Linked DNA regions of Mus musculus: regions 1 and 3 are each linked to region 2. Evidence: chromatin contacts called from public Hi-C and HiChIP or PLAC-seq data. All regions are on one chromosome and are shown on one strand. The core of a region is the stretch at or near the end of the contact, and the rest is flanking DNA. Distances in the headings are between cores, read along the strand shown.

Region 1 (2,716 bases), core at 188-2,687, 300 kb after region 2:
TTTAAGATGTATACTCAGTGAAAAAACGATCAATAAACAAACAATCCTCCCATCTGCCCTGTAGCTGCTCAGTTCTCCTTTCCCAACTTAAGCTGCTTGTTCACTTATTCCTGTAGCTTTTTTTTTATCTTGTCAGAAATGTGCCCTGTGTATATATAAGCACAGGCATATATCTATATTTATGTATATGTATGTATGTATATGTATCTATATTTCTCTATATAGATATGATACACATTGCACTTTCAATAAATGGTAGAACACTATATTCTCCAGCACCTTGCTTTTCTTCACTTAACTATACATGCTAGAAATGACTCCACAGAGGGCCATCGCAACTGCTACACTTGTCTAATACTCCACTAAGTCGACATGCTTGGTTCCCTGGTCTCCTTGTGAGTGAATGACACATAGGTCAGGTTGTCCTCAGTCTTTGAAAAGGCCTCCTATCGAGAGTTCTTTATCTTTCATCAATGCCTCTCACAGGACTATCAGATAGATGTCTTAGACTTCCATCCTGATCTTGTCAACTTCTGGTTCAGGGAGCCCAGCAGCTTGCCAAACACCCACAGAACAAAGCTGAACTTAATGTTGAAAGTACATTCCCCCCACCCCCTACCCCCGACTCTCCGTTCTTCTACCTGATCCCTTTTTGCCTGAAGACACCCACTAAACCGACACCTTGAGGGTCCCCTCCCCCACCCCCACCCAACGCACAGACCTGTTTTCTCTCAGCCAGCTAGGGGGATAAACACCTCCTCCCCTCCCTGTAGGCAGATCACACTGCACTCTGAGCCTGTTAGGATCAGTGATTTAAAACCTGCCAATCCGGTCTCAGGGGCACGTCTCACGAAACCACTGGACCTTGTGTAGTTAATTTGGGGGTTAGGCAACCGATACCGCATTGATTACCAATCAGTACTTTTTCTCTTCAGATTCCAAATTCCTTGTGGGCAGGGAGCACTCGCTGGGACTAGAGAACGCTCAAGTGGAAAGATGTCCCGGTTTCAAAGTAGCTTACAACACAGTGAGTCACACAAGCACAATTAAGATACACAACACAGTGGGAGTGCCGCTCCGTGGAATACTAGATGGGAAAATGCCCCTCCGTCCTGGAATCCTTAGCCCACTGTCCAGGTCCAGGAAAGCTGTCCAGCAAGTAAGTGTGCCTGTTGAGTGAAATATGTATATATATTTCATTAAGGCATCCGGCAACCTCCTGTGTGCTCAAACCCGTCTTTTTTATCACACTCAAGTGGGTCCATAACCTGTGCCAGCGTCGCTCATCTGAGCCGGGAGAGGCGTGGGAGCGCGTGGGCCCCGTTCGCAGGCAGGGAGGGCAGCTGAGCCCGGCACCTGGAGCGGGTCTAGGCGCCGCGCGGGCGCAGGGGCGGGGAGCGGGGAAAGGGGCGGAGACTGTCGCCCGCCTCCCCACCCGGGCGGCGGCGCAGGGCCGCGGGGTGTCGGCAGCAGCTGCAGCGGCCCGCGCCACCCCCTCGGCCGCGGCTCCGGGGCGAGGGTGAGCGGAGCACGGCGAGCAGCTGCCACCCGGCGCCGAGTGGAGCGGCAGCCCCGGAGGACGCAAAGTTGTCAGTCTAAGCGCAGACATGCCGGGCAGCGACACGGCGCTCACCGTGGACCGGACCTACTCAGACCCCGGCCGGCACCACCGCTGCAAGAGCCGGGTGAGGGCGCGCGCAGGGCGGCGCGGGGGTGCGAGTCTGCGTGGGGAGGGCGCGGGCCGGGTCGGCTCGGAGGCTCAGCACCGTAGAACCCAACGCCGGCCTCTCCCGGCCGGGAAGGTCCGGGGAAAACCTGCGGCCCGGGGACGCTGGGCCACCGCTGGAATCGGAGGCTAGCCAGTCCTATTCCACGACGGTGTCGCCGGGCTCTCCTCCCCGCCAGAGAGCGCACGCTGCCTGCCGGGTCCCCGGGACTCCCAGGGTCTGGCTCCCTCCCGGCACAGCCACCTGCAGGGCTCTGCATTGCTGCTGCGTCCCCTGCCTGGCAGCTGAGTCCCCTGCACTGTACGCCCGGGACGCGCTGCCCAGGTCAAAAGTCGATCTCGGCATGGACGCTCCGGAGTTGGGAGCCGTGCAGAGCGGGTGCCTTCGCCACGGTTTGCAGCCTAATTTGCTGTTGCTGATTTTGGCTGTGAGCGAAAATAGCTCTTCTGAGCAAGCTGTGGAGACCGGCCATGGAGGGCTTCACTATAAAGACGGAGGCCACAGCCCCAGCTCTGGGCCCCTCCTGAGGAACACTTTCCCTTTTGGGAAGCTCAAGTGTCCAGCAAGGATGTGACACCCCCCCCCCCATCCCTTCTTTTGACGGACTAAAGTGCCATTTGAAACAGCACCTCCTCCACTCTGGCAGGCGGCACCTGGAGTTGTTCTCTGAGCCTCCCAACTTCTGGCTTGTCCGAGGAACTGGGGATTCGATGTCGGCTTTCTTGTATAAAGTTCGTAGAGATAGACCGGGCAGAGTTTCTACCCTTCCACCTCTAAGATCAAGTTGCGGCCATAAGTGATAGGCATATGCAGGGGTCCCTTATATATAATGTGGGTATGCAGTCACAATTTGAAACAGTAGTCGATTCTCCCAGAAGTGGCATGTTTACCTCATTTCTCTTTTCACTTTAGCGCCTCTTAATCAATTTAGGAAAAATGATTAAAAAAAAAAAACCCACAAATTTAATGAGTTTGGTGGAATCGCTCCT
Region 2 (2,700 bases), core at 73-2,572:
TCCCTTACTCTTCCCTAATCTTGTGGGGTGGCAAGTTCACTTTATGGATCCTGTCTTTGCTTTGTTCCTTTCAGTCTGCCAGTCGCCGTTATGGCCACTCGGTCCACCCGTGGACCTGCAGAAGGGATGTGTGTGCCAGTGTGGCGGATGTCTTGGAAGGACACTGGGCTGCATGGGCCTTGAAAGGAAAATGTTACTGTCTGTTACCCCGCACAGTACTCTGCTCAAAGACTTTCAACTGCTATTCATCTGAGGCCTACTGCACGTCAGGCACTGGCGCTGTGTCCCTGTGAGAAGGGAAGCACACGTGCCCTCCAGGAGTTTACAGCACCTGATGAGTACAACCTGGCAGAGTCATACAATTCTACAATTCTTTACTAAGATTAAAATGTCTTAGTATTTGTATTAGTTTAAATGCTTATATAGAATAATCTCAAAGTATTACTTAAGTAAATGCTACATATTTTATACCACTTTTATCTCTCCTCACTTTTATCGTTAAATTACCCATCATTCCCTAGCTCTTAGCCTGAGCATAGAGTTGCTGACATAAAGACCAAATGAATCATGAGTAGCTACGTAAAACTTGGCAGGGTTGGAGTATTACTGAGTGTGGAGAAGTGGACTGCTGGGTTATTTCATGCAAGTAGGATAAAGTCATTGTTGTCTCTTGTATCAGTAGAAGTAGATTTACTGTTTTTGATTTGACGTGTTGGAACCCTGACTTGCTTAAAAATTGTAGTTTAATGGCTTGCTTGGATTTTTCTCTGCAGCATATATGCCATGCCTCCACTTGGTGGCACCTTCTGTTCACTTATAGCTAACATGTCTTTTTCCTCAGTGTAGAGCACTCATGTCTCCTTGTATACTGAAATCAATCTCTCTCTCTCTTTCTCGCTCTCTCTCCCTTCCCTTCTCTCTCTCTCTCTCCCTCCCTCCCTTTCTCCCTCCCTCCCTCCCTTCCTCCCGCTCTCACCCACCCTTCTTCCCTCCTGTTGGCCTGTCTTCTAGTTTTTTTGTTTTTATTGTTGTTAAAGAACAAAGCCATAGACAGGTTTGTGTGGAGGAGGTGGGGTAGGCAGAGGAAAGTCAAGAGTGCTTCATTGGATCAAAGCACTGAGTGAGGCTGTTCACAGACATAGAAAAGATGCAGTGGGTGTGGTGGTCCATGTCTGTATGCTCAGTAGTAGGGAAGTGGAAAAAGAAGAAGAATCAGGAGTTAAAGGCTGGCCTGGACTAAATACCACCAGCCTGGGCTGCAGAGTGCCTTGTACCAGGGAGGTGGGGATTATAGAAGACATAAAGATAGTCAGACAGGTGGGCGGGCTGGGAGAAGGAGATGTAAATAGTGGTGGGTGGCTCGGGGTAGAGCATTCGTGTTCCCTGCACAGAGCCCTGGCTTCATTCTGGAACTCCACAAAGACACAAAACAAAGCAAAGCCTGATTGTGAGGTGTGACTGTTAGAGAAACCTTGGTAATCCAGAGGCACACAGTGCAACCAGAAATACACTCTGAATTCCTTGGCTTTTGAACGGACACCCTTAGGATTCCCCTCACCTGGTCCACGGATATAGGTCGGCTTTTTTAGAAAAGGAATATGTTCTTTTTGAGAGATGAGATCATGTTGTGTTGCCTAGTTTGGATCTGAACTGGTAGGTTCATGGGATCCTCCTGCTTCAGCCTCCTGTGTAGCTGCTACCTCTGTCCCCTAAGAATCCCAGTGGAGAGAAGAGATGTTAGTTTACTGTCACATCCTCTGTAGAAGAACATTTGTGGTTATAAATAATAAGCATTTGTATTTGTGACATATGCAAGTGATTTGTGGTTTCCTCCCCCATTCACAGACACTTCCTGCGTCTCAGCAACATTCTGCCTGTTAGTCAGTGTTCCCCTAGCTGGGGGCTGTTGTACAATGGCAATTTGTATTTAAAATTAACATCCCATTTATTGCAGCTGTAAATCTTAAACTGTAGTTCTTCTTAAGCCTCGAGGCTTAGCTCATAAGCAGAATAACAAGATTAGTAAATTGAATACTTTCTGCATAAAAATAAAGAATAATCATTTTCTTTTGTTCCTTGATGAATGTTTGATAAACTCTAATGGAAAGGATTAAATTCTCCTAAACAGTTATATCTATTTACAAATTTAGTTCATTACATTATTTTAAGCATTTTAGTTAGGTTACATCTATAAATTTAATATATTTAATTTTCCCCAATCCTTCAAATGCCCAGGGAATCGTGTGTCAAGTCACTGTTCGGATCACATAGGCAGTTCTTATTACTCAAGCCAGAACTTAAGGGTCATTTCAACTCATCTAAGATCTGCCAACTACTTTTTCCTGCCTTGCTTCCTTTTAAACTATTATTAATGTGTCGCCCTCATCATTAACTGTTCTGTTTTCATACTTGTGTCATTGATAACATGTCCACCCACCGTTTTGTACCCCCTCCCCTGCTCTCTTTTTAAAATTGGGTTCATTATTATTTGTATACAGTGGGGTGCTGTGAGGTAGGGGCTGGGTGAGTGTTACAAGGACTATATGGGACCAGAGAACAAACTGGTGAAGTTGGTTCTCTCCTTCCATCTTTATGTGCATTTTAAGATCCCACTTGGGCCTCAGGCTTTCTGGCAAGGCCTCACCAGCTGAGCCTTCTCTGCAGCCCTGCTGCTTCTCTTTAAACATGGCAAACTGCTAC
Region 3 (2,854 bases), core at 13-2,512, 260 kb after region 2:
TGGGGGAGTGGGTGGGGGAGCGTGTGGGGGACTTTTGGGATAGCATTGGAAATGTAAATGAAATAAATACCCAATTTAAAAAAAAAGAAAAAAAGAATCCAAGTTGCAGCTGAAGAGATGGCTTAGCACTTATACTCTAGGTTTATATTTAAAAGTATTTTAAAATGTTTCATACAATATATTTTGATCAATTTTTCCACCCAGTGTTATGTTTTTCTCTTTCTCAAAAAAAGAAAGAAAAGAAAAAAAAAGAAACAAAACAAAATAAAACAAAAACAAGAAGACCTTCCCTCAAAATGCCAAAACTAAACAAAAATCTCACAGAAAAACATGGATTTGGCTTTGTATCGGCAGTTAACATTGGGCTTGGGGGCTGCCTGAGATGCAACTGATATACCCAGTGTCTCAGTCAGGGTTTTCATTGTAATGATGAATTGCTTCGACCAAAGAGCAACTTGGGGAGGAGAGGGGTTTTTTTGGCTTACACTTCTATGTTGTTCATCAGCAAAGAAGTCAGGACAGGAACTCAAACCGGGCAGAAACCTGGAAGGAGGCACGCCTCGGAGGGGTGCTGCTCACTGCCTTGCTTCCCCTGGCTTGCTCAGCCTGCTTTCTTGCAGCACCCAGGACCCCAGCCCAGGGATAGCACCACTCACACTGGGCTAAGCTCTCCCCCTTTGATCACTAATTAAGAAAATGCCTTACAGCTGGATCTTTTGAGGGCATTTTCTCAATCGAGGCTCCCTCTTTTCAGATAACTCTAGTCTGTGTGTTGAGCTGACATAAGAGCAGCCATCACACCCAGTAAAATTCCATTGGAGGAAATGGATTTTTCCCTTCCCTGAAGGTGTCAATGCAGAGAGCTTCTAGGTTAAAGGTGGGACCCTGTGACTGGTCCATCCTCTCATTGCTGTGACCCTGGCCGGCTTGAATCTGGGCACGTCTTAAAAGGCCATTTCCTCCTCTGGTGGAGGTCCTCCTGGGTTTGGGTTCCAGAATCCACCTGATGATTTATTATTGCCAAACCAAGGGATCTATTATCCTCTTCTGGTCTTCGAGGGCTTCTGTATGCAAGTGGTACACAAACAGACAAGAACACACACACACACACACACACACACATACACATGCATACACACGAATTTTTAATTTACAAAATAATCCCTACACCCTGAAAACTAGGTATGAGAAGTCTGAAGTTAGTTCCTCCTGTTAGCTAAGAGAGCAGGGAACTTAACATGGAACACTCATTGCTTGGGGTTCCTCATTTGCACATTTGCCTAGCAAACATTTTCCAGTCCGGCCAATACAATTACACAGGGTGTGCTCCACCGGACCTGACCAGCCAAGCTGGAGAGTGTGGGGTGATTTGTTTACTGTGAAAGGACGATCTGGTTTCTCGTGAGTCCTTCCCCACATGCAGTCCTCCTGCTCAGCGTTCCCAGCAAGACGAGTAAAGGAGGAAGAAGGCTCAGGGTCTGTAGTGGTGGCGGATGAAATCCTAGGAGAAACCTCACAGGGCAACAGCTGACAGTGAGGTATTTATCAGAAAGCTGCTGGGGCTATAGACACTTAGAGAAAGAGAGAGGGACAGCACGACCACGGCTGGAGCCTTTGCCGCCATTCCCCACGTGTTCATGGTGAAACCCAGTCCTCACTGAGGCTCTCAGGAGGTGGGGCCTTGGACAGATGAATAAGTCATGTGGGCTCCAGCTTCATGGATGGATTAATGTCCTTGTAGATGTCCGGAAAAGATTGGTGACTGCACCCAGCACGTGACAGTGCACCAAGACGGTGCCATCAGAGAATGAGAGCTCTCATCAGCCGCTGAGTCTTGGACTCCTACAGACGGAGAAATCGATGCTGTAGCCGAGCAATTATGGAGGCTCAGGGTCCCTAGTGACCTTAGATGACCAGAATGTACAGTTCAATTTTAAAAAGAGAACCGGGTTGACAAACAGGAGCTTTTGTATCACACAGTTTTAGGTGTAGACATCCAGGTAGAGGTGGCTAGCTGGAGAGAGAGGCTGAGAATCTCTCTGTTGGATGCAGGCATTCGACTCAGGTCTATAGCAGCACAGATGATAAGGAAATGGGCAGCAAGATTATATGCTAACAAGTTTTTCCTTATGAACACTGAAAGTTCAATTTTACATTATCTCCTTCCCTCCCTCTCTCTTCCTTTTCTTCCTCCTCTTCTTCCTCCTCTTTCTGAGACAGGAAATGGCCTGTAGCCCAGGCTGGCCTCAAACTTAAGTCCATCCTCTTGCCTCGGCTGCCCGGCAATCCTGGAATTACAGATGTGAGCCATCACACCTGTTGGGAATCCATGTCATTTTCACCTCACAAATTACTCTTTTCGACCACTTAAAATCATAAAACCATTTATACAAAAGCAGGTGCAGGGTGGGTTAGACCCTTGCAGCTTGCTGGGAGAATCAGAAATTGGATTGGTATGCAGAATATTGTCCTCCAGGCGTGACATGGCCAGGGGCTACCCAGCAGCCGCGACGACTTCCTGGACAACCGAAGATCAGGCCCACTAGCGTTCTGTCCTGATTGGGGTGGGGGTTGAGGAGAGGTCAGTCAGTGGCTCTCACAGGGTGTTTCGGCAGATAATGGTTGCTGGGACAAAGACATTTTCTTTAGCAATGTAGCCACCAAGTTGTCTATACTTCTAAGTAACTTTAACCCTTTGGGTCACCAAACTGGACTTGGGAGGTAGCCTTTCTTTGGTGTGTTTTTGGTGCCCTGTCTGAGACGAGCAGCGTTTGTTCCCCCTCTCCAGCTCACACAATGACTGGGAAGACAGGGGAGATGGCTTGCGTTTGCTTTTTTTACTTTCTTAACTTTT

The links. Hi-C and Micro-C count contacts between places; a contact is called where the count stands out from the background. HiChIP or PLAC-seq counts read pairs in DNA pulled down with a chosen protein or histone mark.
Region 1: an H3K4me3 HiChIP or PLAC-seq map of neural progenitor cells shows a contact between it and region 2, with 6 times the contacts expected there. The contact joins the promoter of Tmcc3 here to the enhancer-like site in region 2. A contact is called at or near these places in 10 of 484 Hi-C or Micro-C datasets (the N1E-115 cell line, cardiomyocytes, cerebellar granule neurons and 6 more), 8 of 115 datasets of contacts at active chromatin or transcription factors (SST interneurons, bone marrow-derived macrophages, embryonic forebrain and 5 more) and 2 of 9 other capture datasets (adipose tissue and pancreatic islet).
Region 3: a Hi-C map of bone marrow-derived macrophages shows a contact between it and region 2, with 1.9 times the contacts expected there. The contact joins two enhancer-like sites. A contact is called at or near these places in 14 of 484 Hi-C or Micro-C datasets (B cells, the G1E-ER4 cell line, the HPC-7 cell line and 7 more).

Annotation. Positions count from the first base shown.
Region 1 is chr10:94,513,420-94,516,135 of GRCm38.p6, forward strand. Tmcc3 (transmembrane and coiled coil domains 3) reads left to right here and starts at 1,438. Exons shown (of 4, transcript NM_172051.3): 1 at 1,438-1,685. The coding sequence starts at 1,608. Gm40743 (a long non-coding RNA gene) reads right to left here and starts at 1,460. Exons shown (of 3, transcript XR_871960.2): 1 at 1,269-1,460; 2 at 913-1,169.
Region 2 is chr10:94,210,104-94,212,803 of GRCm38.p6, forward strand. The region is part of intron 3 of Ndufa12 (NADH:ubiquinone oxidoreductase subunit A12); the gene reads left to right. Among named protein-coding and RNA genes, the nearest start is that of Ndufa12, 12 kb to the left of the region's middle. Within about 2 kb of position 1,323, at least 22 of the 459 cell types and tissues checked have an H3K27ac peak or open chromatin away from gene starts, as enhancers often do. A contact at or near this core is called in the N1E-115 cell line, bone marrow-derived macrophages, cerebellum and 3 more, where this site is marked.
Region 3 is chr10:94,470,354-94,473,207 of GRCm38.p6, forward strand. It overlaps a transcript of Tmcc3 not described here. Among named protein-coding and RNA genes, the nearest start is that of Tmcc3, 43 kb to the right of the region's middle. Within about 2 kb of position 1,263, at least 10 of the 459 cell types and tissues checked have an H3K27ac peak or open chromatin away from gene starts, as enhancers often do. A contact at or near this core is called in bone marrow-derived macrophages, where this site is marked.